Linked DNA regions of Rattus norvegicus: all the other regions are linked to region 3. Evidence: chromatin contacts called from public Hi-C data. All regions are on one chromosome and are shown on one strand. The core of a region is the stretch at or near the end of the contact, and the rest is flanking DNA. Distances in the headings are between cores, read along the strand shown. Region 1 overlaps Cpo (carboxypeptidase O). Region 2 has its middle 50 kb from the start of Cpo. Region 3 has its middle 33 kb from the start of Fastkd2.

What was found. A called contact is a pair of places that touch in the nucleus more often than the background predicts.
Region 1: a Hi-C map of frontal cortex shows a contact between it and region 3, with 3 times the contacts expected there. The contact joins two enhancer-like sites. A contact is called at or near these places in 3 of 12 Hi-C or Micro-C datasets (the A7r5 cell line, Schwann cells and frontal cortex).
Region 2: a contact with region 3 is called in a Hi-C map of frontal cortex, with 3 times the contacts expected there. The contact joins two enhancer-like sites. A contact is called at or near these places in 2 of 12 Hi-C or Micro-C datasets (frontal cortex and kidney).

The regions. Positions count from the first base shown.
Region 1 is chr9:72,829,758-72,832,457 of GRCr8, forward strand. Cpo (carboxypeptidase O) reads left to right here. Exons shown (of 12, transcript XM_039084310.1): 9 at 1,042-1,126; 10 at 1,345-1,346; 11 at 1,982-2,029; 12 at 2,032-2,299. The coding sequence ends at 2,091. Among named protein-coding and RNA genes, the nearest start is that of Cpo, 17 kb to the left of the region's middle. Within about 2 kb of position 1,269, at least 19 of the 93 cell types and tissues checked have an H3K27ac peak or open chromatin away from gene starts, as enhancers often do.
Region 2 is chr9:72,862,756-72,865,455 of GRCr8, forward strand. No RefSeq gene overlaps it. Among named protein-coding and RNA genes, the nearest start is that of Cpo, 50 kb to the left of the region's middle. Within about 2 kb of position 1,351, at least 14 of the 93 cell types and tissues checked have an H3K27ac peak or open chromatin away from gene starts, as enhancers often do.
Region 3 is chr9:72,693,729-72,696,428 of GRCr8, forward strand. No RefSeq gene overlaps it. Among named protein-coding and RNA genes, the nearest start is that of Fastkd2, 33 kb to the left of the region's middle. Within about 2 kb of position 1,448, at least 11 of the 93 cell types and tissues checked have an H3K27ac peak or open chromatin away from gene starts, as enhancers often do.

The DNA of each region.
Region 1 (2,700 bases), core at 19-2,518, 140 kb after region 3:
TGGAATCAGAAATACTTAGAAGGTCTGTCAACAGTCATATGTGAAAGTTTTATCAGGAGGTCAGGAAGAGAACGTAGCAGAAGTCTGATAAGTGATAAGCTTTAGTAGTGACTGATCTTGGGAAAGAATCTGTAGAAAGGAAGGCTGACACTTAACAGATTGTCTAGTTCTGAGGAATTTCTTGAAGAATCGGGAGACACAGAAGTAGAGAGATGTATCAAAGATCTGTAAGAAAAAGCGAGTGTGTGAAACCACAAAAGACTATGAACTAAGAGATGAGAAAGAGACAACATGGGAAGAAAGAGAAGCCAGCGGGGAGATCAGAAAAAGATGCACAGAGAAGCTGATGTTTGAGAAAGTGGTCCCTCAAAGTTGGGTAAATTCTGATAGGTAGGGGTTCTAGGTAGATGTAACATTCTAGAAAAGGAGAAGCTAAGGGACATTAAGGGAGTTTGACTACAATTGGGGTAAGTGTATAGGGGGCATTATTAGAATGATAGATTAGGAACATATTGTAGAGGATCTCAAAATCTAGGCTAGGCAGTCTGTGTTTAATTCAGTGGGCAGAGAGCAGTTACTGAACGCTTTTCAGCAGGATCAAGAACATAGATATGTGCATCCGGAAGCCACGTGGGGTCAACTCGGATAAAGATTGATGGGAGGAAAAGAAATGTATTAGAAGACGCAACAGGCTAATTTTGGGGTAATGATTCTGAGATGGAGTAACGCAATGGAAAGCCACATTGGTGACTTGGGGGGGGGGAGAAGCTAAAGAAATCCACAGGACTTTACACATGTGCTGTAGTAATATGCAGGACCAGAAACAAGGAAGTTGGAACAGTCTTGCTGGTGGAAGACAGAATGAAAAGAAGTGTGGGCGTGGTTAGTGTGGGCTACCAACAGCCTACCTGGATACTAATGCCCAACGGGTGGTTAGAGAGATAGTCTAAAACCTCAGGGGTAGATCTGTACAAAATATAAAACTCTTGGATTGTCGGATTTATTTTTAACACCAGCTCTCTCGGCATTTCCCACCTACAGATTCAAGTTGGACAGAAGGCGGCAAGAGCCCTGAAAGCAAAGCATGGAACCAATTATAGAGTTGGATCGGGTGCAGATATTTTATGTAAGAATACTTTTTCTTCTCCTTCTTCTTCTTTAATGGTATCCAAGGCACAGAAGAAATCAATGAAGTTTAGAAGGTGAGCTGGGCCAATGAGTAGGAGTTCCTAGGACCCACAGAGAGCTGTATGAATCAAAATGACCAAGGATAAAAGGAAGTCTGTGTGATTCAGTATTGTACTCTCTGGGGATACGGCGTGAGTGCAAAGGAAAAACAATGAGATGCTGGCTCAAACCAGAATTTTCCCTGGCTTGAGTTTAAAAGAGCTGGCAAGTCAGAAGGCACAGGAGTTAACAGGAGGGGGGTTGTCCTTTGAGCCTTGGTCAGTTGGTGGCAGTCCCAGAGGACCCACCTGCCAGGAAAACAGATCAGAGTAAGCCTGGGGAAACAGTCAAAGAGAGATTTCAGCTGACAGTGCATGCTCCTTCTCCAAATCTAAAGTATACCCTAGCACCCGTCTTCTAATCCCCAAACTACTCCCGTACCCACAACCCCACCCTTAGCTCCTGGGGCCCACCTAGCTAATATTTGTGTCATAATTGTCCTGTGATTCATTTGCCTGTTTGTTTTTTTAATTCCTTTGTGAGAATTGGTCCATTCGATTCTGCCTTGCAATTTGATGTCGCCTCATTTTTTGATCAACTGAGAAACTTTAACCAAGTCTCTGCTATGTTCCAGGCACAAGGAAGAGCAAGGACCCAATAAAAGGCAGTTTCCATAGGAGCTGTTTACCAAGGACGGAGTGGTCCTAATCAGGGACAGCTCCTGCATTTTACAGGGAAGCCTTTATTTGATGGCAATGGAACCCCACCTTTCAAAGTCTGATTTCTACACTTATCTTCCCGTTTTCATTTATAGATGCTGTCAGGATCCTCAAAAGACTGGAATGGAGGCATTGGGATCCCCTTCTCTTCTCATACACATTTGAGCTGGTGGACAATGGTACCCATGGGTTTGCTCTGATCTAGTGCATATATGAGGAGACAGGGAAACCATTTTCTTACCCCTTGATGATGTGTATGAGAATTACTGGCCCAAAGGGGGCACTCACTATCTCGGCAGCAGCCATGCTTTACTTCTTCACATGTCTCCTTTAAGTATGTCCTACTCTGGCCTGCTTAGCCCCAGTGATGGGGATGTGGTTGGGGTGAAGGTGTGTGTTGCACAGCAACCAAACCCCGGAACTAAAAATGCTCTATATTCTAATAAAGAGTCGTGCTAGCATTTTAAACATTTGTTTTGCTGGTAATTAATTTTTATTGCTCTATAAGACCGTTGTATTACTTAGCTATTAACAACTAGAAAGCTATAAACTAAACCCTTCTAAAACTCAGTGGAGCATGCACCTGTACACCAGTGAGAAAATTCTGCTGATCTTGGTGCTGCCTGCTGATGCAGCTGAGCTAAGTGGTCGGCAGCTGGTTGACCAGGCTCGGCTGGACTGGCTGAGGGGCAATATCCATGCTGTCTGGACCTTTCCTCCCCAGCAGGTTTGGTCTAACATATAGGAGGGCATCAAGTCTCAACCTACAGGCGCTATTCAGATCTTTGCCTGTATCGTATTTATTAATATCCGA
Region 2 (2,700 bases), core at 101-2,600, 170 kb after region 3:
TGATTCCTGGCACAGATGCCATTCTACTCCAGGACTTAATCCTATTGCTTCCAGATGTCCATGTTTCCACACCTACACGAATTGCCTTTAGAGTGAACACATGATCCAGTTTGGAACAATAAATGCAGGGAGACTCTCCCTAGGGGGGGTTGGTGAAAAGTTCTTCCTTGGTCTTATTAAGGATTGGGAAAGATTCCCGTTCTTCCTCGCCCACTCTCTCCCTCCCCCTTCCCTTCTCTCTTCTCACTGGCATTGGTGATAACAGAGCTGTGAAGCCATTTCTGGAACCTGAGCTAGAGAGCAGTCTTGGAAGAAAGATATGACATCTCAATAGACAAAAGGCCCTCATAGCCATGTTGCCCCCTCAGAATATGGTGGATCTCTGCCTTCAGCCATATCTAAAGTCATAGTCTCTTGAGTCCAACTGTGTGTGAATCAAAATTCCACTATTTGCCTTAGCCATTTCAAATAAGGCTTTGTTTTTTGAAACATAAACTATCCTAAGTGATAGACTACAGGGAGTGGGAGGAGGAATGGATTACAGTCTGGGAATGTCACCACCCACTTGTTTTTGGCAAACTTTCATGTGCAAACCCTCCCCTAGAGTCCTGCAATTTGTTCACATTTTAAAACAGGAACAGACAATACAGCATCCATGATAATGACTCGTGCAGCATCCTGACCTGACTGTGAGTGCCTTCTCTTCCACTGGGTGTGTCTGACTTAAGAATTTTGTGTGTAGCACATTGGCCCCTGCAGTCATACTGGCTTCATTTGGAAGGCCTCCAATTGCCAGCACAGCTTTTTGTAGAAACATCTCCAAGACACACGAAGAAAATGACTTCTTCTTCTTCTTCTTCTTCTTCTTCTTCTTCTTCTTCTTCTTCTTCTTCTTCTTCTTCTTCTTCTTCTTCTTCTTCTTCCTCTTCCTCTTCCTCTTCCTCTTCCTCTTCCTCTTCCTCTTCCTCTTCTTCTTCTTCTTCCTCTCTCTCTCTCTCTCTCTCTCTCTCTCTCTCTCTCTCTCTCTCTCTCTGTGCGTATTCCTTCTTAAGTTTATATTAAAAAAAAAGTTTTGTTGAAACAGCATTTACATCCTTCTGAACACCTTTGGAAATAATCAAAGGACTGAAGATAGCTTAGGTGTTACTTAAGAGTCATTTTATAATCTCTCTCTCTCTCTCTCTCTCTCTCTCTCTCTCTCTCACACACACACACACACACACACACACACACACACGTCTAAGAACTGACTTAGGAAGGGGCTGAATGCAAAACCTCATCCTGGCCATGCATAAGACCCAGGAACCCGTCAATCAGCTTATCTTCATCTTCTTTCTTTCCCACAATTTTTCCTGAGCTCTCTTGTGAGAGGGCTGTGGAATTTGCCCACTCATGGAGGTTATTGTGCTCCTAGATGGATCTTTTAGAAATAATAATCTCAGTTATTATCATGGTTAGCTCTCTCTCTTTGTTTCTTTTCTTCATTTACAGTGCCTAATGCCATCTTTGACCAGATGGAGAATGCAATTAAAATAAATATAATGTAATATAAAAATAAAACAGAACATATTGCTTTTGCAGGGCAATCTGGGCCCAAGATTTTCTGCAGTGGAAATTACTGGCTAAATAAACCTATCTCCTCATTGACACAAAGCTGCGAGAAGAGGCAGGTTTCAACAAAAAAGAGAAAGAAAATGTGATTATTTCCTAAATCAAGGCAAGAGAAGTTTTGCCCAAATGGAAAATTATTGAAGTAGAAAGGTTTTTCCTTTCTATCTTTATATAAACATCATCAGAAAAGTCAATACCACAATGCAGTGCTACAGGGAGTGAAAATAAATGGATGGGGTCATCTCGAAGAAGCTTCCAGTTTAGTCGTGCGGAATCCACATTGGTGCAAAGGAACCGGAGCTGCACTCCAGGTGACCTTGAATAAGGAGATATCACAACTGTATTCTGGCTATGTGGTACCCTGTGCCCCTCCCTGTGTTGCCACATCTGAAATTCAGTCTCGCCAGCAGACATTTCCAAAAGAGAACAGATGGACTATGGCCGCTAACACTCAGTCGTTATAGGTATTATCTCAGTAAAGGTATACAAGCAACACACACTCAGATGTGCAAACATGAGGATTGTTGGAAGGATCCATGCTTTTTTCTCTTACTTAGAACGTGACAGTCCTGCACTCTTGGAAGACGGGAACAGAGACTTGAAACCTAGGACCCACAGAGTCCCAGCAAGGCTTCGTGTGGCTGTGAGTCATTGGCTTCTACCTCTTTCCAGGCACCACCTCTCTCTTTCTCTCATTTCACAGTAGTCTCTTTTCACGAGGTGACCTTAAAAGAATGTCATTTCCCCAGAGGGAGATTCTTAAAACACTGATTATCACCCCAGATTCAACATCCTGACAGGCTCTAAGATTGAGCCAGCTATCCATCTCTGACCTGTAAAGGAATTATCTGTTATTGCAAGTACAGTTTCAAGAATTCACCCATTTGAGTGGGTGGGTCATTCTCAGAAAAGGCACATCTAGCCTGGCATGGTGGTACACACCTTTAATCCCAGCACTCAGGCAGAAGCTGGTGGCTCCTGGTGAATTCCAATTCAGCCTGCTCTACATAGCAAGCTCCTGCACAGCTAGAACTCCATAGAGAGGCAGGGAGAGAGAGAGAGAGAGAGAGAGAGAGAGAGAGAGAGAGA
Region 3 (2,700 bases), core at 198-2,697:
TTTATTTCGCAGGGCAGAGAACAATCTATTTTCAGTAAACGTTGAGTGAAGACACGAAAGAAGGAAGCTATGACCAGAAAGTCTTCAGAGCAACTCAAGAGCCTGTCTCTTAAAGCCTTTTGATTCCTCTGATTACCTTGTCTAAAATAATTTATGTGCATCAGCTGTTCTGTGGCACATCCTTTCTGAAGACTATTGTTTAATGGCAGGAGACAGCTAGAGTTCTGACCCCGGGGAGTGGGGAGGTGTGGGTTGCTATGGAACAGGACAGACAGAAAAGAGCACACCAGCAGACTCCTTGTTTCCTCAAAATGCTGCTGTGTGCCCTGCACTGAGGACACAGAAGGACTCTTCTCTTAGAGATGTGCTTCACAAAGTCATTTTCTGTCTCACTCATTGCAAACAGACAGTTTGGAGAGGCAACTATTTATGTCTTTTGTCATAGAGTAGGATTTCATTCATATTTTTGTTCCTACCTTCATTTCAGAGTGTTGCCCAAGACCTGAACTATCTTTTGGCAAACCATCACTTTTTTTTCCTGGTGCTAGATTCAGAATAAAATCCATTTATACTTTAGCTTTTTATTAAGAGTTGTATCAAATTTGAAAATCGGAATTCTGGGTTGTTGTATTTTAATGGGACATGGCAGCATTCAAACACATTGTCTCATATGATTTTTACAACAGACTTGTGAAATGGATGAGGCAAAAATCAGAGGTAGAAGGTGGCATGATGCTATGTGACTCTCCTCTCAATTCCAGGCCTCTTAAGTGAGGAGGACCACATGCCATGCAGAACTGCGTGATTTTGCTTAACCTTTGCAAGTGTCTAAATCCCAAGTCAGCAAGCCTCGTTGGGTGCTGCCTGCTTCCCATTGTCATGTGACTCATGTGTGATGGGATTGAGGGAGGAAAACAAGAAGGACTGACCATTTCTTTGGTGAATGTTTTGATGGAGAATCACAACTGAATTTACTCGGAGGGAGAAACTGGTTGTAGCATTATTGTTTGTTTGTTTGTTTGTTTGTTCAGGAAGGAATATAGTGAGTCCCTTTGTTAGAGTACCCCGACTCTCCTCAGAAAAGGTGAGGGTGATCAGTATGTTAAGAGCTCAGTTAAAACCACGGAACATGAAAACCAGGTAAACTGGGGGTTCCCTGTGAACATGCGCCTTCGTTAGAAAAATGGAATTTGAGGCTTTAAAACACAGCTTGTTTCCAAGTAATTGCTGAGTTCCCCCAAATCTTGTTTAACATATTGCTGGGATAATGCAGATGAGATGGTTAAAAATGGAAGGAAGAAAAAAATTCCCCAACACCCTTAGCAGAATTTGCAATTCATAAAGTTACTGCCAATTTTGCGTTATAGTTGCCATGGTAGCCATGCTAGGCTTCTGCTCAGACATTCCTCAGAAGGGGAAGGAATAGTATATAATAAGCTCTTCAAGTGTAATTTTTTATTGTAGTTGAATTAGTCTGTAATTCTCGTGCGAGCAGCCCAGTAATCCGTGATTGCGCACTCCAGTAGCGATGCCGATTTCTTATCTGTGTGCTTATGCAGTCTATGAAAAGTTGCTGCCTGCTCCCAATGCTTGCTAATTAACTATAAAAATATAACAAAAAAGCATTATCGGCAATTAATTAATTACAAAAGCAAAAACACGAACAATAAAAACAGCCTTCCGAACATGACTCCGAGGGACTGACTGGCTTGTTAAACGGAAGTGCTTTGAGCCAAGTTCATGTCTCACCCTGCTCCTTTCATGTTTAGAGAAGGCCTACATATTAAATAAGGGAAGTACCCATCAGAGCCAGTCGCTAGATAAAATAATACATTTTTTTGTGTGTGTACATAGAGAGCTTTTTTTTGAAAAAAAAAATGGGAATTTTCTTTACTTAGCTTCAGGGAACTGAGTCTAAGAGCTGAAGTTGCACAGCCCAGGTCTGGCACAAAGGCAGCTTTGGGTTCAGTGCCCTATACCTCAGGACTATATTTCACTGAGGAAAGACACTGTAGACAAGTCGTTCTTATGAGTTTGTTTTACATTGTGACAGAGTGGCTAAGGATGGGTACTTTACTGGGCTGCTCACATGAGCAGTGCTAGCCCTGGAGTGGCACCTCTAGTGGCATTGCATCATGGCAGTTGCCAGCACGTGGAAAGCACATGTGAGTGGGAAAACTCACGTAGTGAGACAGGAAGCCAAGAGCAGAAAGGGAAAGGCTCTTTGACCACGATCATACAGACCCATATTCATCTCCTTAGTGACTCAATCAGCTTGCAGAAGACCCCCACTTCTTTTAAACATTGCATCACCTCCCCAACCTTGAGCTTCCAATGAGCAGCCCTTAGGGCACATGTTCAAGACATAGCCAGACAATAGCACTGTGGTGGTTTGAATAGGTTGATCCCCATAGACTCATGTGTGGGTGTGGCTGATGGGGAGTGGCACTATTAGTGGGTATGGCCTCATAGGAGGAAGTGTGTCACTGTGGGGTAGGTTTTGAGGTCTCTACAATCAAGCTCCTCCCAGTGTGGAAAGAGAGCCTCCTGCTGACTGCTTTCAGAAGAAGACACAGTCTTTTTTTATTTTTTTGTTGCTGCCTTTGTATTAAGACGAAGAACTCTAGCTCCTTCTCCAGCACCAAGTCTGTCTGGACTCTGCGGTGCTTCCCAGGATAGTGGACTGAACCTCTGAACCTG